Linked DNA regions of Sus scrofa: region 1 is linked to region 2. The links are chromatin contacts, called in public HiChIP or PLAC-seq maps. All regions are on one chromosome and are shown on one strand. Each heading gives the region's core, a stretch centred on a gene start, on an enhancer-like site or on the middle of the called end of the contact. The rest is flanking DNA. Distances are from core to core; before and after follow the strand shown. Region 1 overlaps HECTD4 (probable E3 ubiquitin-protein ligase HECTD4). Region 2 holds the start of HECTD4 (probable E3 ubiquitin-protein ligase HECTD4).

Region 1 (3,187 bases), core at 410-2,909, 170 kb after region 2:
ACAGTTAGTTTGGTGGTCCACACGGTGTGTTTCTATCACTGGCATTTGTGTGGGGTGAAGGCCTCAGGGCTGAGAGCTGTAAGTCAGGGAAGGACTGGTTCCCACCTGAGGTGTTCCTTCTCTGTTCACATTTGCCTTCTCCTTCTAGGAGGACCACTACGCCCTGCTGGTGAAAGCCTGGGAGACCAAGGTTTTCCCTACTATCCGAAGACGCTTCCGTAATGAAGCAGAGCGGAAATCGGGCCTGGACCAGATAAAGGGTGCTTTACAACTAGGTCTGGTGCTTTTACATTTTTTTAAGGAGTTCGTTTCATGACTTGAAGACATGTGTTTAGATGAAACTCAGGATGTAAATCAGAAAAGAGGGGCTCTTCTAAAGTTGGGCCAGACCTGGGCCTTTATTGAACTCTGTGGTCCTTTGCTCTCTTTATCAGGCTTTTCCTTGCTCATCAGTTTAATTCAGTGCTTTGGGTTGATGGGTTGCTAGAATGAAGCTGGTATAGTTTTCCTCAGAAGCTGGGTGGTTAATAGCTTAGGCTCTGAAGTCACATGTGCGCCATTAACCCGCTGTGTGACCTTGGGAGCATTGTGGAGCCCTTTTAGACTTCCTCACCTTTGAAGTGGAATCAGTAATGGTAACCACCTCATATGCAGAAGAAAAACTAGTAACTAATACTTAGATAAAGCTCCTAAGAACAGCATCTGGCACATGGTAGTCCTTCAGTTGATGTGATTCTACATGTCACAGTAATGATGGTGATGGAGAGACTTTTCTCCCACTGGGCACATAGAATAATGCAACGTTTGATTGCAGGGAGTAATGAGTCTGAAGCGCAGGTATATCTGAGTTCTATTTTTAAGGCTTTTCCTCACCTGTGAAACACCTAATTTTTTGAGATGCAGGAATGCCTTTTCCCAAGAGGCACAGCTGCCCTGAAACACCAGTTTGTGTTTTCTGTCACTATTGCAGCAGTCAGAGGTGGTATAAGAAGAGAGTATTTGTCCCCGTGTTAGCACTTGTTCTCCTCTTTTAACTTTTGTCCTGACTGAGATAGGAGCAAATAAGAAGAAAAACCACCAAAAGACCTTTGTTTCTTGACCCACTTATATACTGAATCCCTGGTTTCCAGTGATAGCTCAGTGATTTCTTTTTTCTCAGACTAAATCTCAGGACTAATCAGTATATTTGTATATATGTATATATTTTTCTTTCATGCTTTCTATCCCCAAAACTAAGACCAATGACAGTGGCGTGATGGTGTTTACACTTAACCTATGGGACAATCCATACCTCCCGTGGTGTCCTTGCTTCCTGCTCTTATCAGAGCCCTCTCTCAGCTGCCAACTCAAATCCCAGCACAGTTAACTTATATTCTTCTCCTCCTTTCGTAAGTTTCAGACAGAGGGAACAGCATTAGAAAGACCCTCCCTGGGTGGGAGTGAGCTTGGGTGGCTGAGGGAAAGGCAATGAGGCCAAGGCAGTGGCTCAGACGAGGAGAGGGTGAGGGAGCAGCAGCCTCAGCCAGGACTTTGGCTTTTATTCTCTGTAAATGGGGAGCCTTTGGAAGATTTTAAACAAAGGAGCAGCTTGAGCTGCTATAGTGGGTCCTACAGATAGAAAGATAATTCATTCCTCTCGGTCCACGCTCACCATCTGAAAGAAAATGCCCTTTCAGAGTGCAGAACAGACCCCATCTTATTCTCAGATGACTTTCCCTTCCTTAATCAGTGTGATGTCAGATTCATGACTGTGCCTTGAAGCACCAGTGCGGGTCACTGGCTCTCAGAGTTGGGAGGCTTTGTGTCAGTTGTGTTTATTCAGTCTGTGATTCATCCGCTTATTTGTTCACACATGCAACACGTGCCTCCCGGGGTCAGGCCTTCTGTGAGCCTCCTGGAACCCAGATGGTTCCTGCTCCCAGAGCTCACATCATAGTGGGAAGCGGGTAATGAAGCCACACACTATGTTGTGGGAGGATCTGTGCAGTAGATCGGGAGGCCACTTTGGGTGCAACTAGGGTACCCAGTCTAGCTTGGTTACTCTCACAACCTAGTACTGAAGCCGAGACCTAGTGCTCATTCAGCAAAAGTAGTTTAGAAGTAGGAAGCACCATTTGTTCAGGGAGACTGCTTCTTACTGCTTTGCAGGAGGAGGAAAGGAGAAGAGAGTCTTTACAGTATATGAACGGAAAGCTCTTGTATGTGATCGTAGGTTGCCATGCCTTTATTTTCACACAGGTTCTGCTGAACTCAGGGTTTCTTTTCTTTTACCATTTGGTCCCAGAACCATCCTGAGTGGAGCCAAGTGTGCCTTCTCCTCCTTTCTTCCTGTTAGGAGGAGGGAAAATGTAGACGGACAGCAGAAAATTGGATTATCCAAATGTGGCTGCTGGAGCAGAGCCAGACCAATGACTTCTGGCCTCCTGACTCACCCAGAAGTGCCCAGGGCCCCTGACACACATGTTGCCAGGGTGTCTTCTCAGGATCCATGATCTGACAGACCATGGATCCATCCATGGTGGTCCATCTGAACCATATTAATGTAAACATTAAAAAAAAAAACATTTACCTTTCAAATGCAGTCTCCTTCAGTATAGGAGCAGCAAAGGCTGAAAGGAGGATAGGGAGATGGCTCTAGTGCTCAAAGGGACACCCCTGAGAGGATGGGGCAGCCTCCTATTGCCAGGACCCCAAGGAAGGTTAAGGAAACCACCTCTACACTGCTCATGGTTTAAGTTCACATCCTCCATGGTCCCCAGTTCTTGCTTAGAAGACAGCAGAGTGTTTTTTCTCCTACCCTTATTCCTCTGGGAAATGTTGCAAAGATTATTTACCATGCTTTCTAATATCGGGTCACATTTCTTGCGTCTCTCTCCGACACTTCTTTCTCTAAGCATCTTCCTCTAACTACAGCCCTCTTCTAAACTGTGCTCAGAAAATTGCTGTGCTTTTTCATCATAGCAAAGCCAACAAAGAAAGGAATGGTAGATGGAGATAAGCCTTGTTTAAAAATAGTTGCTGTCAACACCTGTTTTTTTTACCCACAGCTTCCCAGGTGGTGTGGGAGGCTTCAACAGCACCCCCTCTCTGCCCTCCCCACCGTGCTGTTTTCTTCAGGGCCTTGGACATTTATTTAATGGTTTATTAATTAATAGTGGCTGTTTCTATTGAAGATAATGATGTCTTT
Region 2 (3,379 bases), core at 119-2,618:
ATTTTTTTTTTTAATAAAAAGGGGATGATCTGGGAGTTCCCGTCATGGCTGAGTGGTTAACGAATCCGACTAGGAACCATGAAGTTGCGGATTCGATCCCTGGCCTTGTTCACTGGGTTAAGGATCCGGCGTTGCCGTGAGCTGTGGTGTAGGTCACAGATGCAGCTCGGATCCCTCGTTGCTGTGGCTGTGGTGTAGGCTGGCAGCTACAGCTCTGATTAGACCCCTAGCCTGGTAACCTCCATATGCTGAAGGAGTGGCCCCAGAAAAGGCAAAAAGACAAAATAAATAAGTAAATAAATAAATAAAATAAAATAAAATAAAAATGGGATGATGGATGTGTGTGTGTGTGTGTGTGTGTGTGTGTGTGTATTTTAAGGCTGTACCTGCAGTCTGTGGCAGTTCCCGGGCTAGGGGTCAGATTGGAGCTGCAGCTGCAGGCTTATGTCACAACCACAGTTACTCGGCATCTGAGCCTCATTTTCTACCTACACCACAGTTCACCACAAGGTTGATTCCTAACCCACTGAGCTAAGCCAGGTATCAAACCCTCATCCTCATGGATACAGTCAGTTTCTTTCCCACTGCACCACAAAGGGAACTCCCGGGTATATTTTTAATGTATATGTTAGTGTTGAGTACTGATGGGTTATAACAATAGTTTTAACTCCCTCTGGGGCATTACGTGACAGACATTGGACATCAAATGTGACTGGTACTTTATTTTCACCAGATTTTGTTTTGTTTTTTGTTTTTTTGCTGCCCACGGCACATGGAGCTCCCAGGCCAGGGATCAGATTCGAGCTGCAGCTGCGAACTAAGCCACAGCTGCGGCAACACCGGATTCCTAACCCTCTGTGCCGGGCAGGGGATCGAACCCTCGTTCCAGCATTCCTAAGTCGCTGACGATCCCATTGTTCCACAGCGGGAGCTCCTTCACCAGGTTTTGAGTGCTTAGTGGGTTCTAGAATTTATAGTATATAGGAAGCACCAACTGTGTGCCTCTACCGAATGCTTATGAACAAGTGTGCCGCGCCCGCCCTGCGCCAGATTTTTGCGTATATCTCATTTAAACTTGAAAGCAGGGAGTGAAGCTCCTTGCTCTACGCAGGGTGGGGACCCTGGCCAGAGAGAAATCGGTGCACACCTGAGGAAGGGGAGGCAGCGCCCTCCTTCCCCTCTTCTGCACTGCAGACCCAGGGCGCCCTCGAATGACAAGAGGCGTAGGAGGTCAGTCGGACGGCAAGACTGAGGGAAGCGCAAAGCTGAGGTTCCGCGGCTGCCCCGGCCTCGGTGGGTGGGCGGAGCCAGGAGGGTGGGCGGGGCCTGCATTGTCCCCTCCGCGGAGCATGCCGGGAGCCCCGCCCCCAACATGGCGTCTCACTGACAGTTGGCTGCCGAGCAGCAGAGGCGGGTCCTGCACCTCAGGGCGGCGGCGGCGGCGGCGGCAGAGACGGTGGCGGCGGGGCCGGGGTCTCCGGGGCCGTGGGTGGGAGGATGGCGACTCGGACCTCCTAGGGCGGAGCTGCACGGGCGAGGAAGCGATCTGGGCGCTGCAGACGGGCGCGAAGGCTGCTGCCATGGACTGGTGATCGCGGAGGCTCCTGCTCGCGTCTTCCCGGGCCGGGCGGCCCCTTCTCACCGCCAACCTCTCAGCCGGGGCCATGGGCTCGTCTGCAGCGGCGGCGGCTGCAGCGGCGGCGGCCGCGGACTCCGCGCAGTGGCTCTCGGTGAAGGAGGAGACCATCTTCCTGCACGACGGACTGATCCGGGTCACTGACCTGGCCGAGCTGCCCAGCGAGATCCTTGGGGCCCCGGAGGCCGCCGACACCGACTTGGAGGTGAGAGAGGCTCCCCCCGGCCTCCGCCATCAGATTAGTCCATCCGCCCCGCATCCCCAGGGTCGAGCCCTCCCATCTCCGCTTTACCCCGACCCGAGACCCCCGCCCCTCGGAAGGCTGCCCCGGCAGGTGTGTGTGGGCGCCGGACAGGCTGGTGGGGACCGCGGCCGCAGGTCTGCAGACCGCCCGCCTCCCTCCCTCCTCGGGGCTTCAAGCCCGCTGGGGATTTCATTTGTGGTTTCATTTTGAACGTTCCAACTCCCAGCATTTTATTAGACGATCACCCGGCACGGCCTTCACGCCCCTGAGGAGCTGCTGCCGCCTCCTGGGCCCTTTCTCCCCTCCCCCACGGACCCCTTGGACTCACTTCCAGGTCACACCCAGGCTGCTTAGCTTTGGGGATATTTTAATTTTAACGCTCTACAACCACCCCCACCCCCGGTCTTTTCCCAGTTGTGTGTGTGTGTGTGTGTGTGTGTGCGCGCGTGTGTATGTTTTTTGTTGTTTGTGTTTTTCGGGAGAAGGTAGTGGCAGCTGCCAGTCAGTGATGGGCAATCTAGCAACTACTCTGTGTCGTGCCTCGGATTGACACCGGGCCTTTGTCATGGAAGCGGGCAGTGTGGACAGCAAGGGGAATGCTACACCAGCCCTTGGTGCGCTCTCCGCAGGGGTTAACGGGCGTTTTAGGCCGCAAGGCCTTTCGATGAGCTGGGGGCGGGGTGATGGTGGTGGTGGTGCGGAGAAGCCCAGGCTTAGGAGCCGTTGCAGGTGCAAAAGGAAATCTCAGCAATTTTGCTGCTGGATTTGGGAGCAGAAGGAAACAAAATATACTAGGTGGATGGGAACTTTCCACCGACCTCACTTGGTTTCAGGTGTGCCCAGTGGTGGGAATACTGGCAGGATCGGTTCATCGTGGCCAGTCAGTGCTGACACTGCTCGCCCTCCACTTTGTGGAGTGACATTTTGACGTGTAGGTAGCATGGGTTGTCACGAAATTCTTACTGTCGCAAGGAGGACTCTCTGGGGACAGTGCGGAGAGGATGGCCTGTCTTTTGGCTATAAACGGAATGCAAGGAATCTTTTGTGTTTTGCGGTTTTGCAGGCACTTTGGCATTCAGCACAAGGAACATTTATAGAAATGGATTAAAACCCTTTACTGTGTGTTTCTGGAAATGGCAGTGATGAGATCCTTGCTGGCCGAGACATTTGGACGTGCCTGAGATGCGAATACGTTCCTCTGTATTTTTGTCTGAATTTCTGGCTGAGGTTGCAGCATTCCCACTGTGAACTCTTAACTGACTTATAGTCTGGCCACCAAAAAAAAAAAAAAAAAAAAAAAAAAGGAAGGTACAAATTGGTAGGGAATTCCTAACGTGGAATCATATTTTTATTATGTCTCATTTGGGCCTTTATAAAAAGCAAGGTGTGTCTGAGTGTCTTATCTGCTTGAAAACTCAAGGAATATTGTGCTATGATGGTGGAATCTTTTGATTTAATTGACTCTCTTGTATGTGAAATGTGGAAATCAGATGCTCTTT

The links. HiChIP or PLAC-seq counts read pairs in DNA pulled down with a chosen protein or histone mark.
Region 1: a contact with region 2 is called in an H3K27ac HiChIP or PLAC-seq map of alveolar macrophages. The contact joins the enhancer-like site here to the promoter of HECTD4 in region 2. A contact is called at or near these places in 2 of 5 promoter capture datasets (liver and skeletal muscle), 15 of 47 Hi-C or Micro-C datasets (alveolar macrophages, blood, embryonic fibroblasts and 9 more) and 2 of 2 datasets of contacts at active chromatin or transcription factors (alveolar macrophages and skeletal muscle).

Annotation. Positions count from the first base shown.
Region 1 is chr14:39,493,397-39,496,583 of Sscrofa11.1, forward strand. HECTD4 (probable E3 ubiquitin-protein ligase HECTD4) reads left to right here. Exons shown (of 76, transcript XM_013990365.2): 52 at 149-275. Among named protein-coding and RNA genes, the nearest start is that of TRAFD1, 85 kb to the right of the region's middle. Within about 2 kb of position 1,660, at least 18 of the 83 cell types and tissues checked have an H3K27ac peak or open chromatin away from gene starts, as enhancers often do. A contact at or near this core is called in alveolar macrophages, where this site is marked.
Region 2 is chr14:39,325,327-39,328,705 of Sscrofa11.1, forward strand. It overlaps HECTD4 (probable E3 ubiquitin-protein ligase HECTD4), which reads left to right and starts at 1,369. Exons shown (of 76, transcript XM_013990365.2): 1 at 1,369-1,841. The coding sequence starts at 1,665.